5 separate regions of the Mus musculus genome follow, and all the other regions are linked to region 1. The links are chromatin contacts, called in public promoter capture Hi-C maps. All regions are on one chromosome and are shown on one strand. The core of a region is the stretch at or near the end of the contact, and the rest is flanking DNA. Distances in the headings are between cores, read along the strand shown.

Region 1 (2,868 bases), core at 118-2,617:
AGGAAATAATGTTTTGAGATATTTCAACCCCCATGCATCTAATTTATTATCCCTGACCAAGAAGAATTTTAAAACCTTTTTAAAAACAAAAACAAAAAATCCTCACCATTAGGTCAGGGGTATTGACATCCACTAGATCCATCACTTCGAAGTTTTTCTTTGCCTCTTGAGTTGGCTGGCTGGGGCGATCGAGAAAAGCCTTCACCCAGTAGTCTACGCAACCATATTTTCCTTTAAAGGATGTTCCCAGGGGCCTGTGTCAAAACAATGAACCAAAATTAAGGCTAAGAACTGTAAGAGATCAATGGAGGGGGAAGACTTAGAAATAAGAGTGCAAGGTGCACACGGTGGATGCCTACCCTTGAGGAAGCTCGAAGCCGAACTTGTACTCATATTTGTTTCCAGGCCTCATGATCACCATCTCGTTCTCACCTGCTGGGAAACAAAGACAAGGGGCCATTAGGCTTCTTGTTACATTTTGAAAGCGTCAATGAGGAGTGCCTGGGCAGTAGACTACCTTACTTCACTTCCACTTTCATCTCTTACACTATGGAAGAAAAGATCCCAGAGCACTTTCTTGGACAGAAAGTTGCGAAATCCACAAATACATTAATCTTTAAGTAGTAGCTAAGACAACACTTTCAGGAAACAGTACCTCAGAAAGTGTTCAAATCACTCTAGGGGGGTGAAGGGTAGTGAAAAACTTGCTAATTACAAAGTAAAAAAATATAGGGACCAACAGTTCAAACCATTCAAACGAACAACTCGAAACATTTAGTGGTGCCCTCCCCGACCCACAGACCTCCCAAGTCACCATCAGTCCTGCTGGGAGCAGTACCTGTAGGCTGCTCTTCTAGGAGAAGTGTGTCTTCATAGCGCAAGTAGTCCAAAGTCTGTTTGCACTGCTGAGACCCTTGCATCCACAGGACCTTGGCCACGCCGCAAGCCAGGATCCTGACGGCTTTGACTCGGGTAACTTCACACACTTCCACTATTACCCGTCCGGCCACCTTCTCCCCGCTGCCGTACACCTTCTCGGGGTCGTTGAAGACCACCTCAAAAGACTTGATCTTCTTGAACATCACCATGATTGAGCCGAGTGGGTTCAAGAAAAACGAAAGCCGGAGAGGAAAAAAATCTTTAAGAACCCTTCAAAGCAAACGAAGAGCTCGCCTCCGTAAAGTCAGGGCTTGAAAACCCAAACGAAAATGTAAAGAAAGCTTCAAACAAACCCTAACAACTTTTCCAAAAGGTGCCTGGAAGTTTCAGCCTGCCGGCTGTGCCAAAAGCTTTCAGGAGAAAAATAACAGCTGTCTTCCGCAACTGGAGAAACTCTGGAAACCCCGAGACCAGAGGAGGAGAGTGTCAAGCGGCTGCCGGAAACGGCTTATATAGCCGCCTGGCTTGGCGCTCCACGCGAGTGCTGGCCTGGAGGCTCGTGCAGCCCTCGTGCACAGTTCTCCCATTGGCTACTTGGCCCTTGTTTACCAGGCCTCCAACCAATCAGCGAGGCCGCCGGGGCGCGTGGACACGGTGTGCTCCTAGCGGGGAAAATGGTTGTTGTTCGGGTGCGCAGCCTTGCCAGCAGGAGGGGCGGGGCCCGGGGCGACGGGTGCCCTCCCTCCCCCCGGGAGGCTGGGACCCCGGGACCCTGAACCTCATCCAGGGGACTCCTCTTGGGAGCTGGGTTATTTGGGTGTGTGCTTTGTTTTTTTTTTCCCCCTTCTTTTTTTAGGTGAAAGAAAAATGTGCTTAGGAGAGGATTTCATGACTCGCCTGAGCCAGCGCAATTCATTTCGAGGTGACCATTTATTCCTGGCTCACAAGTTCGCAAGTCTTGTGAAAAACAATCCCATCGCACCGAGGATACTCCAGGATGGAGCGGAGGGCGAGAGTGCAGTCGTGTTAGTGAGAAAGAGCCCACCCGATATGCTCCTATTGCACTTCTATTGAAGAATAAAAGGCTGCGGTCTCTCCAGACGAGAACTTGTCAGATATTTTAAAGTCTGGCTTTCAGTCCTTTCTGGTGAATGCTCTGGTGGGTTCCCCTCATTTCCCCCTCATTTCATGCCCCTATGTGCTGCTACTGTTCCTCGCCCATTACATTCTATTCTGTTCTCTGGAGCGGAAGCAGTAAGGGAGTGTCCACATCCTGTTGCTTATCCCCTCATCTCTTCAGTGTACCTGTGAAGTTGGGGAACATTTTGTATATGTTCCCTTGTTCCTCACTGCAGCTTTGTGAGGTGTTTACTTTCACACTGATGGCTCCCCCGTCCTTGTTTCTCCAGGAAACAAGAGGTGGACAAACCAAAAAAATAAAATAAAAGAAAGAAAGAAAAAGGAAGAAAAAGAACCTCACTCCTTACTTTGTTTTCGAGTTCCTGTCATTCTTTTCCCCCCTCTGTCCTCTCTCCAAATTCACTAAATGAAATGCATGTCCCTAAGCCTGTTTCAATTTCACCGGCGCTGGAGCTGTGTTAGTTTCACTTAGTTATCTGGCAAACCTTGCTGAGAGATGCCTCAGGAGCTGACTAGAGAAATAACTCTTAAGTGTGCAAAGAAACTCTTGTGTGAAGGATTACCTGCAACCCCCTCCCCCTTCGCCCCCTACTCTATTCCCCACCCACCCACCCACTCCCACCCCCACCCCCACCCCGCGCCGGAGCCTTGTCATTGAGTCCTAAACTCCTTCCATATTTGGGCAGAATTATTAGGAGACTATCTATCTCCTTCCTTGCGCAGGAAAATAAAGATGATATAGCCCTGAGATTAAGATGGAGAAGTAAAAAGCGATTGCATGCCTGTTCACCGCTGTTCATAAACAACACCCCCAGCCCCCACCCCCGCGCGCCCTAACTGGGTTGACAC
Region 2 (2,868 bases), core at 267-2,766, 1.6 Mb after region 1:
GACTTGAGGTTGGGTGCTCACTGTGCTGGCAACCTTATGGGCTTGTCATGGAGAGAACGGGAGAAAGGGCAAGGGGCTGGGTCTGATTTCATCTCCTACATAGGTCACAGAAGGATAAAGTATGATCCTCACACGTGGACAGCACCGCCTCTCCCCCATGAACCTTTATTCTCTCACATCAACATCACCCTTACCCTTCAGCGATGGCACCTGTATTGTCCCTTCCCAGCATGCTTACCAGAATTCCCTCTACTTTGTTCTGCACGGCCTTGCTGTGGAGAAGAAGAGAAAGCTGGAGGTCACAAGGTTTCCCCATCCCTTTGTCTGACTGCTAGAGACAGAAAAAGGACCAAACAGCTACGGACCACAGACCTCAGCCTGCCTGCTCTGAAACACTTGCCTGAGGAAGGAGTGCAGGGCAACAAGGATCTACAGCTGGGTCTGGAACAGGGTTTGGAGACAGAGACAATTACTTACGAAATGGTACCTCGGAGCCTTTGGAGGAGGGTGGTAGGTTCTCCAGCGTCAGCACCACCTTGGGGCCTTGCCCCAGTCTTGGGGCTCTTAGCATCAGGTTTATCTTCTGCCATCCCAGCATGAGGGCTACAGCTGAGAGAGGAGATCGCTGAGGATTTAACTACTACCAAGCTTCCTTTCTCCTAGAGACCCCAAGGCAGTCCTCCTGTCTCTACCCAGAAATACAAACAGAAGCAAAGCTTCCTCCAGTGGTTTTCCACACCACTTGCCTTCTCTAAAATTAGAATTATTCTGTTACTTTATCAGGCCCTTGTATACCCAAAGAGATCTCTGACATCTCCATTCTATATGTCCCACCTTTTGAAGTCTCCCAAATCTGGAAAACTGTTATGGGAAGGGATAGGGGTGGAGAAGTCCACGTTAAAAGAAATCTTACAATTTCTCCCAGTGCTGCAACACCTCCAGCCCCCCCCCCCCCAAGCCCCTCCAGCCGCCCCCCCTCAACACCTATAACGACAAGTCAAAGTTCTCCGATCCTCTAATAGACTCCTCGCCATTGATTTTGCCTGGAAGGTCGGAAGGGATACAAACATACTCGGCCTTTCCAGGTTTGAAAAAAACTGGGCCCAAGTTCTCATTACTGAGTCTCGCCACGGCTTCCCCCGCTGCCCCCCTCGCCGCGGCGCGGACCCTACGTCATCCCACGACATCCCACTCCGAAGCGTCCCCACTCCCCTCGGGCCCCTCCACCCCAACCCCAGGTGCTGGGCTAGGTCTCCGAACTCAGGGGGCTGGGCGCAGGAAACCCTGCGGGGAACAGGGTCCCAGATTCGGGCACGTGCGCAGGGGCAAGGAGCTGGTCCTGCTAGCTCCGGAGTGCTGTTGCCCCTCCTACCTCGGAACCGTCGCCTTCCAGCACGGACATTAGATAGGTGAGAGAGAAAGAGAAACTACCCTGTGGCTACCTCAGCTCCTGCCCAGCCCCACGGTGCCCAGCCGGCGGGCTCGTGCGTTGCTTTTATTTTTCCTTTTTCTGAATGGTTATGCCAGCCGCGATCTGCCTGGATACACGCACGGCCTGCTCTGTGATTGGCCGTTGCTGCCTCCAAGACGAAGGCAGTGAAAGTCTGCCTGGTAACAGAATATGATTGGTCGAGAGGGGAGGGAAAATCCAAAGTTAGTCTTATTTGAGTCAAGAGGGGGAAGTCCAGGTTGGTTTCGGTTAAAACTGGGGTCGGTTAGGTCTGCGGGCCCGGAAAGGGTTCTGTTCTTAAAGGGACCGCAGGATGAAAGCCCGGGCGCTTGGCTGCTTCTGGAGCATCTGGTCTTTTGCTTTCTGATCCTGTGCGTTGTAAAATCAGCGAGAAGAGGATAAGGGATCGACCGCGGGCTTTACTTGGGAAGATTTACGTAGATGCCGTCTAGGATCCAAGAACCACAGACAGGAGTTACAGGGTAGGAAAGTGATTGGCTAGTTGTAGCTGGGGAATAAGATGAGTTAAAAATGTAAGAAGGTTTGATTAAAAAAAAGCCAAACAACTCTATTACTGGGGCGTCGATAAGGACGTGGAAAGCACGAATCTATAAAAGCAAGTTACTTTGGTTGTGAGAACCAAATTTCTTAGGTTTCAGGAACTCTGTTTAAACAAAATTGGGGAGCTTTACAAAATGGAATGGCCACAGATAGCTACCATGTTTGATTGTTGCCTTTGGTTGTCAGAGCTGTCCGAAATAATCAGTAGGTGATATTTTTAAATTTTTGCTAGAAAATGATGTCTACTGATGGAAATTCGTTATAAAGTCCTGTAACTTTAATAAAATAAAATAACACAAGTTGAACCATTCGTCCTTCCCTCTTTGCTTACCCATCCCTGTGGCCAACAGCCTCTAGGATTGCAGGCTTCCCCTCATTCCACAAAGAATCTGCAAATCCTTAGCAGCTGTACCACATTAAGAGAAAATGTTTTTTTCTCTGTTGTTAGCCGTGGTATCGCCATTTTATAAAGTGCCTCCGTTCTAGTTAAGCCAAAGCTAATGCCAACTCATTTTCCAGATTTCTCCTCACCCTACCCCTCCTACCTGGGTAAACCACAGGAGATGTTTATTGGTTGCCTGACCCTGTCTGTCTCGCTACCCATAGCAACTGCTGACACAAAAGGAAATGGTATGGTCCTTCCACTTTAGACACTTGGCCCCACCCCCTCTGCAGGTATGCTCTAGAATAAAGCCTGTCTGTTGAGCCTCTAGTCCTCCTCTGTATTTTCTCCTTGCCCACCTTTGCCTATTCATGTTTCCGTTTCCTGGGTGTACTTCATCTCCTTCCTAGGGGGCACACTCCTGGAGTTCCCTGCTTGGTGGTGAACACTGGAATTTTGGTCAAGTAGAGGAAAA
Region 3 (2,868 bases), core at 257-2,756, 1.6 Mb after region 1:
TAACAGAAATCCTAAAGTAATCTAAAGCAAAATTTCTCACAACTTCATTCAGTTTCCATGCTCAGTTTCTGAGCATCTTTCCTAGTGGTTGCTCTTAAACACTCAACAAAATGTAATCTGATTGATAGACTTCTTTAAAAGTTGCTTCATCCTTCAGAAACACACATCTGTCCAGAAAAGCTTGAGACAACTGTGGCTCCCCATCCTCTCACATCTTCTTAGTTCAAGCTTTAGCTGATCTGAAATCATATGTGGAGATAAAAGGCATGATAGAGAACACTTAAAGACCACAGGGAAAACAGAGCCGAGGGAGACAAACATCAGCCGAATCCTGGAGAGAATGTCAAAAGTTGGAAATCCCTGGAGAGAATGTCAAAAGTTGGAAATCACTATCTGTAGGGGTGTTCACGGCAGAGCTTTCTCCTACGGGAAGCCCTCCAGAGGGCTGGAGATTGAGAAAGGGGAAAGAGAAGCCAAAGACAGCTTCAGGTATCATCAGGCACCCTAGAGAGGGGTTGAGGACTAAGGTCAAAGTGGATGGTATCTGGGTATGATGACAGTAGTCTGAGATCCTTTAAGGAGAAGGGAATAGGCAATTCTTGGAAGTCAGGAGCTGGGGGAGTGGGTCATGGTGAGGTCATGGAATTGGAAGCAGAAGAGAGGGATACAATCTGTAGCTGAGGGAAATGAGAACTCTGTGCTGAGATTGCACAGACTCGGAAGAGTGGGGCAAAATAGGAAAAGGGATAAAGGCGGAGTCCATGGAAGAGGCTTGTGAGCAGAAACACAAACGGCGAGGAAGGCAAACATGGATGATATTGTAGAAGGGGTCAAATGTGGAAAAGGTTCACGACTTAGGAAGATAGTTACGGAACAGAGGCAACAGAGGTACGAAGTGTGTGTCCTGCTGGTGGGGAGGTGGAATCCACGGGGCAGAGGGAGGGGCTAAACTGAAGAGGAAGCCAGAAAGCAGAGAAGACTACCCCGGGCCCGAGAGGAAAGGGTGAAGGACCTCGGGGTGCAGCTGCCACCAGGGGGGCAGTTTTGTAGTCGAACCCAGGTCGCGGTAGGCTGGGCGGGACAGGGTGGCAGAAGGACCCCCCCACACACACACACAGGCAAAGGCGACTCACGGGGGAGGAGCCGCTTACCTCCGGGGAACCCTCGCGGAGGGGGTGCAGGCGGTCGGGGTCGGACTGCCGACACCGCCGCCTCAGCAGCAGCGGCCGCTCCCGGGTTCCATTGGCCGCCTGCGCTTCCCTGACAGCGGCCGCGGCGGCTGCTCCAGGCCCCGGCTGCGGGGCTGCCCGCGGCGCCGCCTGAAGGGGCCTTCACGCAACTTCAAGTTGGACCGGACCCCACTAGCAGGACACAAAATAACAATTCCTTGGCGGGTTCCGATGTAAGAGTCCCCTGGGCCCGAGCCTTTCTTCCGGGAGATTGCTTTCCTGCTTCCCGGTGTCAGGACACTACTGATGCCATCGTAATCTGAGTCGAGTGAGCTGCCCGACTCACGCCTGTTCAGAAAGGAAAAGGGGGCGGGGAAGAGCTTTTGGAAGCTAGGGAGGGGGGGCAGGGAGGAGGGGCTTACGGGGGAAGGCGGGCCCTGTGTTTGAGGGCGGGCCTAAGAGACAGGCTTTACTAAGGAAGCCGAGAGGGAAGTAGCGTGGGTAAGATCAGTGGAGGGACGTGGAGGTACCGATATTTTATGTACTTCCAAAAGTGTATGAACATGCAAATTATATATAAACTATTCATTTGCGTAAACCACTGAGTTACCGTAACTGCCACCAGTGGCTTTTTTCTCCCTCTCCTATCCTACGGGATTTCTTTCGTAAGTCAGCCGGTAGGACCCATGCAGGAGGGCCAGAAAACAGACAAGAAAGAGAAGGGACGAAAAAAGGAGTACAATCACCTTCATTTCCCTCTTCCTACTCATCTTTAAGGATGATGCCATGAGTTTGCCCCTATAGCTTCAGGAATGGCCCAGTCCAACCGCCTCAATCTTTCACTGTTTCGCACCATCACTCTGGGACAAGGTGCTGCTTCCAAGGTCACCCCAGCTGCCAAAGCCTTAACAGAGGCTGGACAAGCCAGCTTAGGAAAAGTGAGTGAAATGACAAAAGTTTGGCTTATTCCTTTTCCGAAGGCTACAAAATCATGTGAGACAGGCCTCATAGACCCCTCCCCCCCCCCCCACAATCACTGTCCCAACGCTTTTCCTGGGACTTTTCTTAGTATCTTAGGCCCCTTGTAAGGGTAGGTTTGTTTGACAGGGTTTCTCTGTGTAGCCCTGGCTGTCCTGGAACTCACTGTGTAGACCAGGCTGGCCTTGAACTTAGAAATCTGTCGACCTCTGCTTCCCAAGTGCTACGCCTAAAGACGTGTGCCACCACTGCAGGCGGGTAGGTTCTTAATATTCTACGGGTTGAGCCTAGCTCTTGGGTGACATCTTCATTGCACTTATAAGCTGATTTGAGATCTTTGTTTCCTTTTTTTTTCTTTCCCTTTCTTCTCTAGCTTCCTTCCTATCCTCTTTCCCTTTTTAGAGACAGTCTATTTTTCCCAGGCTGCTTGTGATATTCCTTGGCTCAAGCCACTGGCCTGTGGAACATGTGGGAATATATCCACATGCCCCCAAGCTGGACTAACCCTCAACTTCTGTATAATAATATTGACAATATTATTATAGCACTACATTAACAACAGTAGTATCTGATGTAATAACATTTTCTAAGGTTTGGGGGAGGGGATCAAGAAAGTATGGGTTATAGTACTACATGTCTGTTATTGAAACAGACAAATGGTGAGTGAACCATGCCCCTGCTTCCGTATTTAACTGGGAGGCAGATAAAAAGCTAAAGCTGA
Region 4 (2,868 bases), core at 203-2,702, 1.1 Mb before region 1:
ACCCCACCCCATCCCCAAGGGCCGGGTTTTCTTTTTCACTCCAGAAAGTCTACCGGGAGAAATTACATGTATTTAATGCTGACATTTCTAAGTGATTAGGAACATTAGGGTAGCAATCACACTGCTGTCAGCTCCATCTGGCTCTTCTTTTGAGTGACCAAAAGTGGCCTCTGGCTCCAAGTCTATGGAATTGAGAGCTAAGGCTTCAGGTCAGTAGAGGGTGGTTTTGAGCCCCGGGCAACGTTTTGAAGTACTTCTGAGGAGTGAAGTAAAGTGACTTGCTCTCCTGTGCAAAGCTCACAGCTACATTTTAAAACGGCACGTTTCAAAAAAAGATCTGAGCCATTAACCAAATGATGTCCTATATGGATCCCCAAGACTAGGGGAAAGTATTCAAGTAATCAACTGATGGCAGCTCAGAGCCATACAAAGGTGGACGAGGATCGAAGAGGTGATGCAGAACACGTAAGAGAGAGCAAGAAGGAGACCTACACAGAGACATTTTCAGGGAGAAGTCATCTAGCTATCTTGAGGCCAATGTGAGAAACTGAGCCCTTTTCAATAGCTCAGACAACGCACCCTCCGAAGTTTCCACCCGCGCTCACAACCTATACATCCTGCAAGCTCTGGAAGAGGGCAACCTGCACGTAGATCCAAGGATGGGGCTGGCAGGGGATGGGTTTTTGGTACTCGTCCTAAAAGGTTGGCCCACAGATTACTCTGAGCAGCAGGAAAACAACTCCGCGCCCCTATCCTAATTTGAGGTAGTATCTAGGAGGAATTAGCACCCAGCATCTCTATCCGCGGAATAGCCTTCTAGTTAAAAAGCCCATAACCCTTGAGAATGAGGAGGAAGAACCAAGAAGGGCGGAGCTGCCGGCAGCCCCGCTACCTCACCTTGGAGTCGGGCAGGCTGAAGACGCTGGGGTCGTCCGTGCTCCCCACCATGATCTTGTGCTCCTTTCCCGGGCCATGGCCGCCGCCCTCAGCTCGAGCAGCTTTGGCTCCGTGGCGCTCCCCGGACACCCGCTCGCTGGTAGTGTTTCCCATGGCTGCAGCTCGAGTCGGGGGCAACCTGCCGCGGGGAATGACACCAGGCGGGGAACACCCCCGCGGCTGCGTCAGGGGCGCCCCGGCCCCGCCCCTGCGCCCGGGAAGGGAATCCCCGCCGCAGGGGACCGCGCCCGGGGTCCCCTCCCTTACCCGCTTCACGGACGCCTCGGCTCGGAGAACCGGCTCCGGGAGCCCTCGCTGCCCCACAGCCCCGGTCCCGCACACCCCCCACGCCGCTCACCTCGGGCGATGCGCTCCGGGCTCGCGTGGCTACACGCACGCCGGCTGTTCGGCGTACAAGGAGACCAATAAAGTTATTGAAATTGAAGCCGCGCCCCAAACCAGCGAACCGGGTTTCCTCCTAAAATGGCTACAAGGCCCGCGACGAGGTACCGCCTCTGCCTCTGGCCCCGCCCACCGAGCCTCTTGTTCCGCCCCCTGCGCTCCAGCCCCGCCCCCTCCTCAGCCTGGGTCGCCTGCCTCTCTAGCCACCAGCACCGCCTCTGTGGTGGGTGCGTGCGCAGCTCCGGCTTGGGGCGGGGCCGAGGGTGGGGTCCGGGTCGGGATTAGGGCTGTGAACTGTCCGCCCAGGGCTTGATAGTGGGGCGTCTTGTCTTCCTAAGCAGTTTGTCTATCCATGGGGCACGCGGTTATTAGAAAAGCCGAATCCGAGGCCTCCCCGTGCCCTAGGTACAGAATTAGAATCTGCACTTTTAACAGGATCACCTCAAACGACTGGACAGCGGTGCATAGTGGATCCACATTTTCATATTCCGCGTACGCCTCTACCAAGCAACCTTTTTAGTTGTCCCAGGAGGCATGAAATAAAAAGTAGGACAGAGAATTGACTAGACACGTGATGGCAGTTACTGCAGAAGACTTACTTCTATGTGATGCCCAAACTCATCAAAGCGGTGTTTTCTGTTACTGTGATTAGCTGTGTGGATTAATGCAAACAGCTAATGAGTGAGAGCACAGGTAGGCTGGGAATATACTATTGGACTAGCGTTTTGAAACCAGTCGGCTGGAAGTGAAGATAAAATAGGCTGATGGAGGGCCCAGTGGGGTCAAAGAACTCTGGACACAGGAGAGACTGAGTGAGCTGAGACAGTGAGAGGTGTCCTGTGAGAGTAGCGTGTCTGCCACTGAGGTTTCAGTGGTCTTGCAGTCATTAGCACTGGCAGAATCTTAGACAAGTGTGTAGATCGGTGAGATGAGGCCGACCATAAAGCCATTAGAAGTCATAAACCCTGATGAGATGGTTCAGTGGTTAAGAGCCCTTACTGTTCTTTTAGAGGACCCGGGTTTGGTCCCAGCACCTACAAGGTGGCTCATAATCATCTGTTCCAGGCGCTACAACACCTTCAGGTGCACATACAAACATGTAGGCAAAACACTCAAACATAGATTAACATTTTAAACAATGAAAGTAATTACTCAAAAGGAACAGTGAGGTAGCAAAGAGAGTTGGAGGTCTACCTTAACATTGATTTCCTTCCTCTTTACTGAAGCACTGACTCTAACCTTAGGATGTTGTCTGTCTCCACAGAGATGCATTTCTTAGCCTCCCTAATAGATAGATAGGGGGAAATGGTAAGTAGAATTTCTCCGTTTCTCTTTCTTTGTGTATAGGGTGTCCATAGAATGGCCAGAGCTCCAGCAGCCACTTCAGATCACGAGGTAGTTAAAAGCAGTGGAATAAAAAAAGGGAACTGAGCCGGGCATGGTGGCACATCTTTAATCCCAGGACTTGAGAGGCAGAGGCAGGCAGATCTCTGTGAGTTCAAGGTCAGCCTGCTCTACAGAACCAGTTTC
Region 5 (2,868 bases), core at 158-2,657, 1.1 Mb before region 1:
GGGGACTCTCAACAAACCAGGTCCAGCCATTTGCCCCTCCCCCCCCAATCAAATGGAAAAACGACTAGTGAAAAAAGGACTGTATTCAATACAGCTCTATTGGAAAACGGGGGCAAGTTTGTTCAGTTCCACTGGTAAGGGACAGATAACACACTATGTTCTTGTAAGAGCCCACTAGTAGTTCATATTATAAACAAGAAACTTCAAGTACCCACTGAGAACTGTTTTTTTTTTTTTTTTTTTGAGTTAATCTTTAACCTCAACGTAATTGATCACAGAGGGGTGCGATGACCTTGGTGTATCTGACACCTCCACTCTTGATCTGGTTGTACCTCAGGTCTGGTTCTGTGTGTTCCTGGAGAAGTCTGTATAACGGGATAATTGATCACAGAGGGGTGCGATGACCTTGGTGTATCTGACATCTCCCCTCTTGATCTGGTTGTACCTCAGTTCTGGTTCTGTGTGTTCCTGGAGAAGTCTGTATAACGGGATGGGTAAAGTCCCTTAGTCATTAGAGGACTACTTCTGCATAGTGGGGCCAGCCTTGGTCCTTCTTAGGACAACGTGGCCATTAGTTATTTGTTATTTGTTTTTGTTTTTATCACACATAGATGTTCTGTTTGAATGGCTACTCTTGGAATCTTGAGGGGATGGGGGGGGGGGAAGTTCTCTCGCACTTTATTTTTAAGAAAAGGTTTACTGCACCTTAGGCTGGTTTCAAACTTGTGTAGCTGAGGCTGACCGTGAGCTCCGGTCCTCCTGCCGACAGCTCCCTAGGGCTAGGATTACAGGTGCTCACCCTCATGCCCCACCCGAGGGCTTGGTACATTCGAGGCAAGCATTCTGCTAACTGAGCTTTGATCTTTATTATTTATTGACACCTTCCTGCTTTGCAGCCCAGGCTAGACTGAACTCACAAATTCTCCTGCCTCAGCCTCCCCAATGCTGAGATTACAGGAATGTACCACCAGGGTCTTTTCTTTGAATGTATCTTGTCACTACACATTTTAAGAGATAAAGTTAATCTTATTTTGGTGTTTTTAGTCATACATGAAGAAAAAGGTTAGATAATATAAGACGTATCTACCTTGTAGTACTAGTTTTTAGGCATGTGCATCGTAACTGAAAACATGGAAAGCTGCTCAGGAATCGGACCCAAAGTTTAAAGAAGACAGATAAGAAATTAAGGGGGGGTGGGGAGCTTGCCAAGTTTTGAGCTTGCTGTTAGCTACCCAAGCAACCCAAGTTAGGAGTCAGAGCTTTTAGCAAAGGCAGCCTCTAGGTCCTAGTCGCAGACGCACACTTAGACCAGAGTCTTCCGCACCTGCGTGCTAAGGAAGCGTGGGAAGGCGCGCGAGCTGCGCCCTCTGGCGGCGGTGCGTTGTACTCCGCACGCGCGGGAGCGAAGGCGCGGGGCCTCTCGGGATGGCGAGCGGCTTGCCGCGCTTCCTGCAGGCGCTGCCGGCCGAACACGGGCCGGAGCCGCTTCGGACGCGGGTGCAGGAACCGGACTTACAGCAGTGGGGCTTGACTGGTGAGCGGGCCGGGGACGCCCGGGGGCGGGCGGGAGCCGGGAAGGCGCGCGGCAGCGCTGGCCTACGCGGGGACAGCGGGGGAGCCAGCAGCTTCCCGGCCGCTCTCGCTCCTCCCAGTCTGCGTTTCCCTGCCGACTGGGCATGCGCACTCACTTGTTGCGGCTCCCTAATGAACTCTCAAAGTTGCGCTGCCCAGCAAAGTTTGTCCTGTCCTGTGCCTCTTGTGCTTTCGTATTAAGCCCACTTGCCATTACGAGTCCCAAGTGAGGGGATCCCACATGTGTGGACCCCAGGTGTGTAGGCTCCAGATGTGTAGACCTCAGTTTGTAGGTTCCAGATTTAGAGACCGCCGGCCTGCAGACCCCAGTGGACCTGGAGCATCCTCATCCTGCGGCGTTCTCTCTATTCCACATCCCAAGACTCCTTTCCTTATGTGTCTGCTGGGAATGTAGTGCTGGTGTAACGGAAAGTCATAATGACTCACCAGTTGTCACCTCGTGGTCGTTATTTGTTGCTGTCGAGAGAGTACTGTGGGGTATGGGGAGCAGATAAACAAAATAAATAGCGGCCCTAGGACCCAGTTTCTTTACTAGCGGATACGTGCTTTTGAAAGCATAAGGAAGCGCTTGACTTACACGTGCCAAGTACCACCAAAAGGTGAGGGTTTGGAAAGGCAACAAAATGTGCCTTTCTGCCAGGCGGTGGCGCACCCTTTAACCCAGCGCTTGGAAGGCAGTGGCAGGTGGATCTCTGAGTTCAAGGTCAGCCTGCTCTACACAGCTAGTTCCATGATAGCCAGGGCTATGTAATAGAGAGACTCGTTCTTTAAAAAAAAAAAAAAAGTTCCGTTAGCTTAGAGGAGGGGCAGATGACGATGAGGGCGAAGTGAAAGACAAGCAGTTCATATTAATATTTTCCATTTATATTCAACTTTAAAATTTTTATTTTTGAGATTATAGTTACACCTCCTCTTTACTTCTTTACACTCTCATAAACCCTCCCATTCTCTCCTTCAAATCCATGTTCCCTCCCCCCACTTAATCGTTATCCTATGCTTATACCTATGTACATAAATACTCCTAGATATACTAGTTCAGTGTGTTTAGTGTCACTTGTATGTACGTTTCAGGGCTGACTGGTTGGCACTGGACAGCCAGTTGGTGTGCTCCTCCCTAGAGAAGACCCCTTTTATTGCTCTTAGCTTTTCTTAGTTGCCTGTAGTTCTTTGTGTAGGATTGAGGCCTCAATGGCTCCTCTCTGTTCATTTTGGCATGCTCACTGGTACTATCTGCATGTGTGGGCAGTCATGTTGGTGACAGTGTAAACAAAGCGT

What was found. Promoter capture Hi-C pulls out the DNA fragments that hold promoters and counts their contacts. Capture Hi-C pulls out chosen DNA fragments and counts their contacts.
Region 2: a contact with region 1 is called in a promoter capture Hi-C map of pre-B cells, with 2.6 times the contacts expected there. The contact joins the promoter of Rfx5 here to the promoter of Txnip in region 1. A contact is called at or near these places in 2 of 39 promoter capture datasets (liver and pre-B cells) and 1 of 9 other capture datasets (adipose tissue).
Region 3: a promoter capture Hi-C map of adipose tissue shows a contact between it and region 1, with 2.7 times the contacts expected there. The contact joins the promoter of Pi4kb here to the promoter of Txnip in region 1. A contact is called at or near these places in 2 of 39 promoter capture datasets (liver and pre-B cells), 1 of 484 Hi-C or Micro-C datasets (B cells) and 1 of 9 other capture datasets (adipose tissue).
Region 4: a contact with region 1 is called in a promoter capture Hi-C map of hippocampal neurons, with 2.5 times the contacts expected there. The contact joins the promoter of Prkab2 here to the promoter of Txnip in region 1. A contact is called at or near these places in 1 of 39 promoter capture datasets (hippocampal neurons) and 1 of 9 other capture datasets (adipose tissue).
Region 5: a promoter capture Hi-C map of liver shows a contact between it and region 1, with 2.5 times the contacts expected there. The contact joins the promoter of Chd1l here to the promoter of Txnip in region 1. A contact is called at or near these places in 1 of 39 promoter capture datasets (liver) and 1 of 484 Hi-C or Micro-C datasets (pro-B cells).

Annotation. Positions count from the first base shown.
Region 1 is chr3:96,556,456-96,559,323 of GRCm38.p6, reverse strand. Txnip (thioredoxin interacting protein) reads right to left here and starts at 1,367. Exons shown (of 8, transcript NM_001009935.2): 1 at 839-1,367; 2 at 360-435; 3 at 107-254. The coding sequence starts at 1,088. Gm15441 (predicted gene 15441) reads left to right here. Exons shown (of 4, transcript NR_040409.1): 3 at 927-2,038.
Region 2 is chr3:94,952,756-94,955,623 of GRCm38.p6, reverse strand. Rfx5 (regulatory factor X, 5 (influences HLA class II expression)) reads right to left here and starts at 1,516. Exons shown (of 10, transcript NM_017395.3): 1 at 1,373-1,516; 2 at 478-609; 3 at 239-272. The coding sequence starts at 590.
Region 3 is chr3:94,973,369-94,976,236 of GRCm38.p6, reverse strand. Pi4kb (phosphatidylinositol 4-kinase beta) reads right to left here and starts at 1,506. Exons shown (of 11, transcript NM_175356.3): 1 at 1,152-1,506. It overlaps B230398E01Rik (a long non-coding RNA gene), which reads left to right. Exons shown (of 4, transcript XR_003954666.1): 2 at 1-888.
Region 4 is chr3:97,656,796-97,659,663 of GRCm38.p6, reverse strand. It overlaps Prkab2 (protein kinase, AMP-activated, beta 2 non-catalytic subunit), which reads right to left and starts at 1,452. Exons shown (of 8, transcript NM_182997.2): 1 at 1,295-1,452; 2 at 898-1,075. The coding sequence starts at 1,050.
Region 5 is chr3:97,608,729-97,611,596 of GRCm38.p6, reverse strand. Chd1l (chromodomain helicase DNA binding protein 1-like) reads left to right here and starts at 1,407. Exons shown (of 23, transcript NM_026539.2): 1 at 1,407-1,534. The coding sequence starts at 1,426. It also overlaps a transcript of Fmo5 not described here.